2 separate regions of the Sus scrofa genome follow, and region 1 is linked to region 2. Evidence: chromatin contacts called from public Hi-C data. All regions are on one chromosome and are shown on one strand. The core of a region is the stretch at or near the end of the contact, and the rest is flanking DNA. Distances in the headings are between cores, read along the strand shown.

The links. Hi-C and Micro-C count contacts between places; a contact is called where the count stands out from the background.
Region 1: a Hi-C map of liver shows a contact between it and region 2, with 1.6 times the contacts expected there. The contact joins two enhancer-like sites. A contact is called at or near these places in 1 of 5 promoter capture datasets (liver), 25 of 47 Hi-C or Micro-C datasets (adipocytes, adipose tissue, alveolar macrophages and 16 more) and 2 of 2 datasets of contacts at active chromatin or transcription factors (alveolar macrophages and skeletal muscle).

Annotation. Positions count from the first base shown.
Region 1 is chr1:222,531,182-222,534,985 of Sscrofa11.1, forward strand. The region is part of intron 2 of TJP2 (tight junction protein 2); the gene reads left to right. Among named protein-coding and RNA genes, the nearest start is that of TJP2, 58 kb to the left of the region's middle. Within about 2 kb of position 2,235, at least 47 of the 83 cell types and tissues checked have an H3K27ac peak or open chromatin away from gene starts, as enhancers often do. A contact at or near this core is called in fetal liver and liver, where this site is marked.
Region 2 is chr1:222,429,394-222,433,572 of Sscrofa11.1, forward strand. It overlaps FXN (frataxin, mitochondrial), which reads left to right. Exons shown (of 7, transcript XM_021064638.1): 5 at 3,530-3,555; 6 at 3,558-3,605; 7 at 3,608-3,831. The coding sequence ends at 3,690. Among named protein-coding and RNA genes, the nearest start is that of FXN, 19 kb to the left of the region's middle. Within about 2 kb of position 1,993, at least 3 of the 83 cell types and tissues checked have an H3K27ac peak or open chromatin away from gene starts, as enhancers often do. A contact at or near this core is called in fetal liver and liver, where this site is marked.

The DNA of each region.
Region 1 (3,804 bases), core at 985-3,484, 100 kb after region 2:
GTTGTTGTAGCAATTGGAAGTCTTAAGGTAGGAAAAAAAACCCTGCTATGACCTGGCAAAATGAGCAATTGAAGTTCATATTCATGGGAGGTGAATAAAACCAGAGTAGAAAATATTTTGTTTCGGTCACCAAAATTCGTAATTGTAGGCGTGTGTGTACACCTTTTATGAGAAGTCCTACACCTTCAATTAGTAACTTGTACTTGAGTCATTTGGAATCAGTACAGACATTTGTTTAGTGCCTCTGCCAGGTGGTTAAAGTTAAATCAGGTCTTTAACTTTAAAAACATGATGCAGCTTTTCTTTTCTTGCTATTTCTTGGGCCGCTCCTGCGGCATATGGAGGTTCCCCGGCTAGGGGTCAAATTGGTGCTGTAGCCGCCAGCCTACACCACAGCCACAGCAACGCGGGATCCGAGCCGCGTCTGCAACCTACACCACAGCTCATGGCAACGTCGGCTCATTAACCCACTGAGCAAGGGCAGGGACCGAACCCGCCACCTCAGGGTTCCTAGTCAGATTCATTAACCACTGCGCCATGATGGGAACTCCCTGATGCAGCTTTTCTTAACCACTTATACACTATTGTGCATTGCAGACTGTGGTAGTATATAGTTTTGTAATAATGAGTTCATTTTAACTTTCAGACTAAATATTCAGTCTGATTAGAATATTTGTGGATTATAGTTTCTGTTTCTCTTCTCCCATCATTGTATGTGTGTTACTGGTGGGGAGGGGCTTGGAGGGTGGCTGAAATGATAGTAGTGATGAAAAGACTTGATAGATCTTTGGAGAATAAAAGAATTGTTTGTGTTGTAGGAAGCTCAACTGATCCCCAGATTTCAAACTCTGCTGTTCATCTTTGCAAAGATCTCATGTCACATCCTTGAATACAGATGTTTACTAAATTTTACCCATATGCGTATGTAAACATGGACTTCAAAATTAATATGGTGATTATTATTTCTATTGTAGACTTCAATCAGATGTATGAAATATACTTTATGTTCACAAGAGAAAATGACATGTCTTTTGAAACTTCAATTATGGTGTGCTTCATCTGATAGAGAGCCTTTATAAGCATGGGACTAAATACATAGTTAATATGTATATTTACAGTTAGTGACAATATGGTTGGTGACAAGTCAGAGGCATTTAAAGGGACTATATATCATATATTGTGGGAGAGAATTATTGGGATAGTCTTGCTAGTCAGTAATAATTATTAGGCTGTAATTAATAGGAAATGATTAGAACCCAGTTATATCCTTGCCATTGTATTAGAACAAGCTTTCAGATGAGAGAACAAGGCAACCTACACCATAGAGTGCTGTGGTGCTCTAGACTTTGTCACTTGAGTTGAAGGTGAATTGGGGGAAATAATGCTGCTTTCTAGTCATCATCAGTAGGATTTAATGAACTCTTCCAGGACTTGTAGCATCTAAGCCCTTTGTTCTTGCAAGGAGGAAATAATGTTCCCAATGTAGCTGTTTCTTTCCATTTGCCCAGAGCGATTTCTTATAAAGGAAGCATTCCAAGTCCTAGGGTGTGGTGTTTCTTCTTTGCTTCCCACAGCGGGGAGCACCTGAGGCCCTGGGTGGGTGGAGCTCTGAGATGGGCAGGAGGGGTAATGCAGGCTGTGGGAGGCAGCTAGACCCTTCTCAAACCTTGAAAAACTGTCCCCAAATATATCTGACAAAGCAGAATGAAATTCTTTGAAGGAATTAACGTGAGCAAAACTAGCCATTTTGGCTCTTGCAAAGAATGAATAGTTCAGAAGGAACTTCCTGGCGAGCTCTTTCTCGAAGCCCAGTTCCTCCCTTATGCTTCTTCCTGCTGGGTGAATCAGTTGCCTCCTGGCCTGTGATTGGTTAGTGTGCACATGCCACTGTTTATTTGAGCCCTTATCACATCTGCCACACGCCAGTCACTTCCTGTCAGTCAGTCAGCCGTGAGCCCTTCCCTGTTGTGAGTCACCTTGGTCACCCCAGAAGCTGACAGGCCACTAAGCACCGACCACATTGTACTGACTTGATTTGGGGAAGGCTTGTTGCATAAACTAGTAAGAACTGAACATTCATTGAGAACTTAGAAAAGTGGATTCCTGACATTGGTAAAGTGAATGGATGATAATTTGTCAATAAGAAAAAAATAAAGAATTTTATACAGACCTAAAGCCCTTTGCCTGCCTCGGCCTGGTTTGTTTAGTGTCTGGCCGAGTTTGGGTGGGGAGAGAGCTTTGTGGCATCTCCAACACCTATTGTAAGCTGTACTGCAAATCAGCTTGGTGACTTTAGCTAAGGCTTGTATTTCCAGTTCTCAGTTTCTTTATAGGGAAATGAATAGTTATATTTGATCATCTCTGAAGTCTTTTGAAATGCTTAAGATTCTGAGTGTTTGGTATAATGCCTTGAAAACATTCTAAATATAAATCCTATTGGTTCGTGTCATCTCGAAGTGCTTCTATACTCCTTAGACAACTTTTGTATGTGTTTCCTTTCTCTTTTGTTCTCTCTTTTAAGAAGAGATCCAATAGATGCTCTCTAAATGGTGATTTTCTAAGAGAGGCTGTCTTGTTTAGCTCATGAAGTGATGGAAAGATCTATTATTCAGTTGCAGCTTCAATAATGTAGCAGCTCAGTGGGGGCTGAATTCCCTTCCTCCCCCTGCAGTCCCAAGCCAGCAACTGCAACCATCTCGCAGAGCTTGAAAATCACTCCTTCTTCCTCCCTTCTGCCTTTCCCAGTAAAAGCTGCATCCTGGGAGTGTCCGGCACCCACTTCTTTCCCTGTGGACCTATCTCCCAGGGACCATATTGCCTGTAGCATGAGTGTGGAAGGTAAGGCAGGCCTACCCTTGGGAGCCCCTTCTGATTTGTACCTCGCAAACACGCTGAAGACAGGCCTCCTGGTGACTGTCACAAGACCTCATTACCCATTCACTGACTGATGTGAAATCATTTGCCAGCAGCCACGTTTCAGGGTTACTTCAAGCACATCTGAGTTTTTCGGCCTAACTTCAGGGAGAGCCCTTCGCCCGCCTCAGCCTGGTCTGTTTAGTGTCTGGGTGAGTTTTAAGAAGGGAGAGAGCTTTGCGGCAGCTCTGACACCTATTGAAATCTTCCAGAAATGGAACTGAAAACCTTGGTGCTTTTCCTCCTGGTGTTTTGTTAAACTCTGAAAACAGGCAAAGTGGTGACATGTTGAGATAAAGAGGCACGGAGTTCATTTTGAACATTGGTGGCCTTTTTTCTAGCAGATCTTGATTTTGGATTTTAATCGGAGATCTGGGAGACATGTTTAGTCAGCTGATTCTGCTTAAATGTATAGTTTGCAGATGTCTTTACCGAAGAGTTGGGAAAGGTTAAACTCAATTTACCGAAGAACTGAGGTGAGACACATTTACCTGAAACCGAGAACATTTTTCCTGTGGACTGGTGGTATCTTGGGTCTGACCTCCAAAGCCTGCTTATTTACAGGGAAGCTTTTTCTATAGTATCATTTTCATGGTGTTTTATTGAAGTGTAAAGTGCACAACTCCGAAGTGGAGAGCTTGGTAATTTTTTTTAAATTGTAAAACACACACGAGATCCACCATTTTAAAGTGTACAGTTCAGTGGCATAAGGTTGTGTAACCTCTGCCACTATCTAGAATGTACTTTTTTACATGAATGTATTCACCTGTATGATCACCACCTAGACCAAAAAATAGAAATTTCCATCACTTTACAGGTTTCTCTCCCGCCACTTTTCTGACTGCTACCATCCCACGCGCCCACAAGGGAACCTCTCTTTTGATGGCTCTC
Region 2 (4,179 bases), core at 743-3,242:
GGTCATAAGAAGAAAAAGAAGAAAAACCAGCCAAAAAGAAAAAAGTCACCTTTGTGTGTTAGTCCCTATGTAAGCAAACCTTTCCTGATGTTTTACAGTATGTCTCAGGCTCAGTGGGGAAGTTTACTCTGGTTTTGTAACTTCTATCTGGTGATAACGTGGCTGCCACAAGCAGATATTGGGACATTAACAAGATGTGAAGCAAAAAGTTTTCGGAACCTAGCCTACACAGTTTTTCCTCTATTAAATCATTGCCATCCCTTTGACAAAGCCACTTGTGCTATTGCAGCATCTGAACAAGTTGTACTTTGTCTTCAAAGCACATTAACGTTTGCCCTCTGGTTTGTTTTGAGAATCTCAGTTAAAGGTTGGTTGAATTCCATTCCATTTGCAGAATTGGGCCATGTGCTCTATGGAGGTGGGAGAACATTTTAAAAGGCCATGCCTAGGCATTGAATCTCTCCTGCCTTTCCCATTGATGTGCTTTCAATCAAGCTGAAGAAAAGATTGTATTGGAGCTGGTCTGAGCTGGGTCTCAAAGCCTGAGAACAGGCCAGGGAGAGAGGGTCCCTCACCCCTCTAGTTGCTGGTGAAGTGGTTGTAAGAAAGTCAAAGAGAGACGCCCACAAAAAAGCTCTCGGACCAGGCTTCCTGGTCATTCATTAGCCCTTCCTAAGAGAATGCACTGACTGTGAATTGAGAAAGACCCAAATATAACTAGCAAGGAATTCTTTGAAAGGATAATGGTATTTGCATTAAAAAAAAAAAAAAAAAAGTATTTAACTCTTCTCCTGCCCCAATCTTGACATCATTTTTAGGCAGTTCATAATGTACTGTTGATGGTGCTGTGGTGTGTGAGTCTTTGTTCAAAATAAATAAAGTATTATGCTTCCTTCATTCCAACCTCATCTAGGAAGTATGTTATAATTCAACACAAACAACTCCAAGGAATCCCTGTCATTTCTAGCAAGGCCTTTATTCACAGAGTGTGTCTTGCTTTTTAGACCCAGGTAGTTTACTTGAAGTTGGGCTGGGGGAGGGGGGAGTGTTTACCCCACGGAGGCCAATTAGCCTGTTCTCTTTGGCCTTAAATAGTGGCCCTGACCCTAACTATGACCATGCATGCGCCTGTACAGTCTTTTCCTCCAACTTCAGAGGAACCAGCACGGGAAACTGGATGGGTTTGCTCAAATCCAGCTTTGGGGATCGGTAGCTTTGTGAACATCAGAACCAGCTGTGGTAGCTCCACTGACAGTCCCCTGGTGTTATATCTGGAGACTGAAAAAGTCCTTGTCTTTTTTGGACTCACCTATCAGCATTAGGATCCTATCTCAGGCAAGTTTAGAAGCATCTACTTCTGGATCATAATAAATTTTGAGAAATGCAAGATTTTGTCATTTTTTTTAAAAAATCTGTAAGTCATGATGGGAATCTGGAAAGAAAATTTGCCAAGCAGCCATTTACTGTCATGGATACTATGTTCCTTTAAAAATATATATATATTTTCCACTTAATTTTTCACTTTGGTCCAAAATAATCTTTCCTAGGGCTACATTTCTGATATTCTGTTTGTTTGGTTTTTTTTAATTGATAGCTTTTCAGGTCTGGTAGGAATGGTGGCAATGCCACCTTGCTTGAGGAGGTTGTGGGATTGGGTCAAGGAGAGGACTGGGTGGACACCTGGACATCAGTGCTCAGGGCTGTGCGCAGAGCCCTGGGCAGCATGCAGGAGCCTGGGCTTCTCACGTTTGCCTGGCTCCAGGCAGCAAATTGGAGTCCAGAGCCAAGGGAACGTTCTCTAAATCTGGCCCAGATTATTATGTTTTTATGTGTCCAGCTGTTTGTGCATATTAAACAAAAGCCCAGTCCTTTTGGTTTGGCCCTTTCATCCCTGTTATTAGGAAAGTGTTCAAACCCCAGCCTTTGGTTGATCGACAGAAATCCTTGATGTTTGCATAACCCCCAGGATGCTTCCTGTCTAGGTCTTCCTCCTCCCAGGCAAACCCCTCCCAGTGTGGACTTTGGAAAAGCTGTCCTGAGTGCGCAGGTAGACTCAAGCCCTTCCCCTGGGAAGTGTCCTCTTCCACCCCTCCCTCATGGTGCCATCATGTACCCCATTAACTTCAGGTACATGCCCCTCCCCTAGGCTGAGAGGAGGTGGCATTAATGGGCACAAGCTGTGTACAAGACACAGCAACATCCGGCACACCCGGGCCCTTGCAAACACAGCGCTCCTCCCTTCACTGGAGGAGCTTGAGGTGGACGAACTAGCCCGTCCCACTCTCAATTTCATGGATTTAAAATTAAATTAAATTATTTTTAAAAATAATGATACAGGAGTTCCCGTCACGGTTCAGCAGTTAATGAACCGGACTAGTATCCATGAGGACTCGGGTTGGATCCCTGGCCTCGCTCAGTGGCTTGGGGATCTGGTGTTGCCGTGAGCTGTGTGTAGGTCACAGACATGGCTCGGATCCAGCATCGCTGTGGCTGTGGTGTAGGCTGGCGGCTGCAGCTCCAGTTGGACCCCTAACCTGGAAACCTCCATGTGCCATGGGTGTGGCCCTAAAAAGACCCCAAAAAAATTTATCAAAAGAATAATAATACAGATGGTTGCCTGGGGCTGAGGAGGAGTGAATAGGGTGTAACTGCTTAATGGGTATGGAATTTCCTTTGGGTGATGAAAATGTTTTGGAATAGCTTGAAGTAGTGATTGCACAATGTTAGGAATGTACGAAAATGATAATCATGCAGGTAAGGGACAAATCAAACCAGGTCAGTGGTGACCACAACGGTCACCATTATGGCCATAATCTAGGAGACACAGCTCTGGCTTAGCAGGTATCATTGTGAATCAGGAAAAGCAAAAGATCAGAAGGTGACACATGGAGACTCATCGATGGGGCTATAATGTTTTTAGGTCTTGACAACTGTCCTGTGACTTGTTCCAGAGGATAATGGTGTAATTATTCTCTTTTTTTGTTTGTGTTTTGGCCTCACCCACTGCATATGGAAGTTCCCAGACCAGGGATCAAACCCACTCCATAGCAGCGACCCAAGCTGCTGCAGTGATACCAGCTCCTTAACCAGCTGTGTGTGCCACAAGGAAAATCCCTAATTCTTCTTTTTTTTTTTTTTTTTTGCCTTTTGTCTTTTTAGGGCCGCACCTGAAGCATATGGAAGTTCCCAAGCTAGGGGTCAAATCAGAGCTGTAGCTGCTGGCCTACACCACAGCCACAGCAAGGGAAGATCCAAGCCTCATCTGGGATCTACACCACAGCTCATGGCAGCGATGGATCCTTAACCCACTGAGCAAGGCCAGGGATCAAAACCGCATTCTCATGGATACTAGTTGGGTTTTTAACCTGCTGAGCCATAACATGAATGCCCCTAATTATTCTTAAATAGACCCTAAGACAAGAAGTCACACACACAGTCGTTAAGTTTCTAGATCTTCACTGCGGTCAGTTTCTTGGTGGCACTTTCTGCTAAAGGGCTGTCCCCATGGACTCTGTGTTTTGTCTTGCAGTGGCCCCAAGCGCTACGACTGGACGGGGAGAACTGGGTGTACTCCCACGACGGTGTGTCCCTCCACGAGCTGCTGGCCAGGAGCTGACGACGGCCTTAAAAACCAAACTGGACTTATCTTCTCTGGCCTACTCTGGGAAAGGCACTTGCTGCCCAGCCTAGTGCTAAAGACATTAAAAGCTCTACAGCCAAGACCCCAGCTTTGGCCTTCAGCCGAATGGCTAGTTTTTTCCATTCTTGCCTTTGAGGACAGTTATATTGTGTGTAGCTGCTCTGTGAAAAGACTGTGTCGCCTCTCGCCCTGCCCCTGATTAATTTCCATAGAGGTTTTTTTTTTTTTTTTTTTGGATTTGTCTGCTTTCCTTCCTCATGTGATACCCCTGATCCCTTGTAATGTCTGTATGTCCATAACTTTATGTATAACCACACAACAAAGAAAAATAAGAAGGACAAATACCAGGGGGAGAAATGAATTGGCTTCACTATTCATTCTTTGAAGGACTTAACTACAAAAACTGCAGGAAGTGAGACTGGCCAGCCTCGCCATCCTGTCTCAAAATGAGACTCATTAAAGGGTGGCCTAAGGGAGTTCCCATTGTGGCGCAGCAGAACTGAATCTAACTAGTATCCATGAGAATGCGGATTTGATCC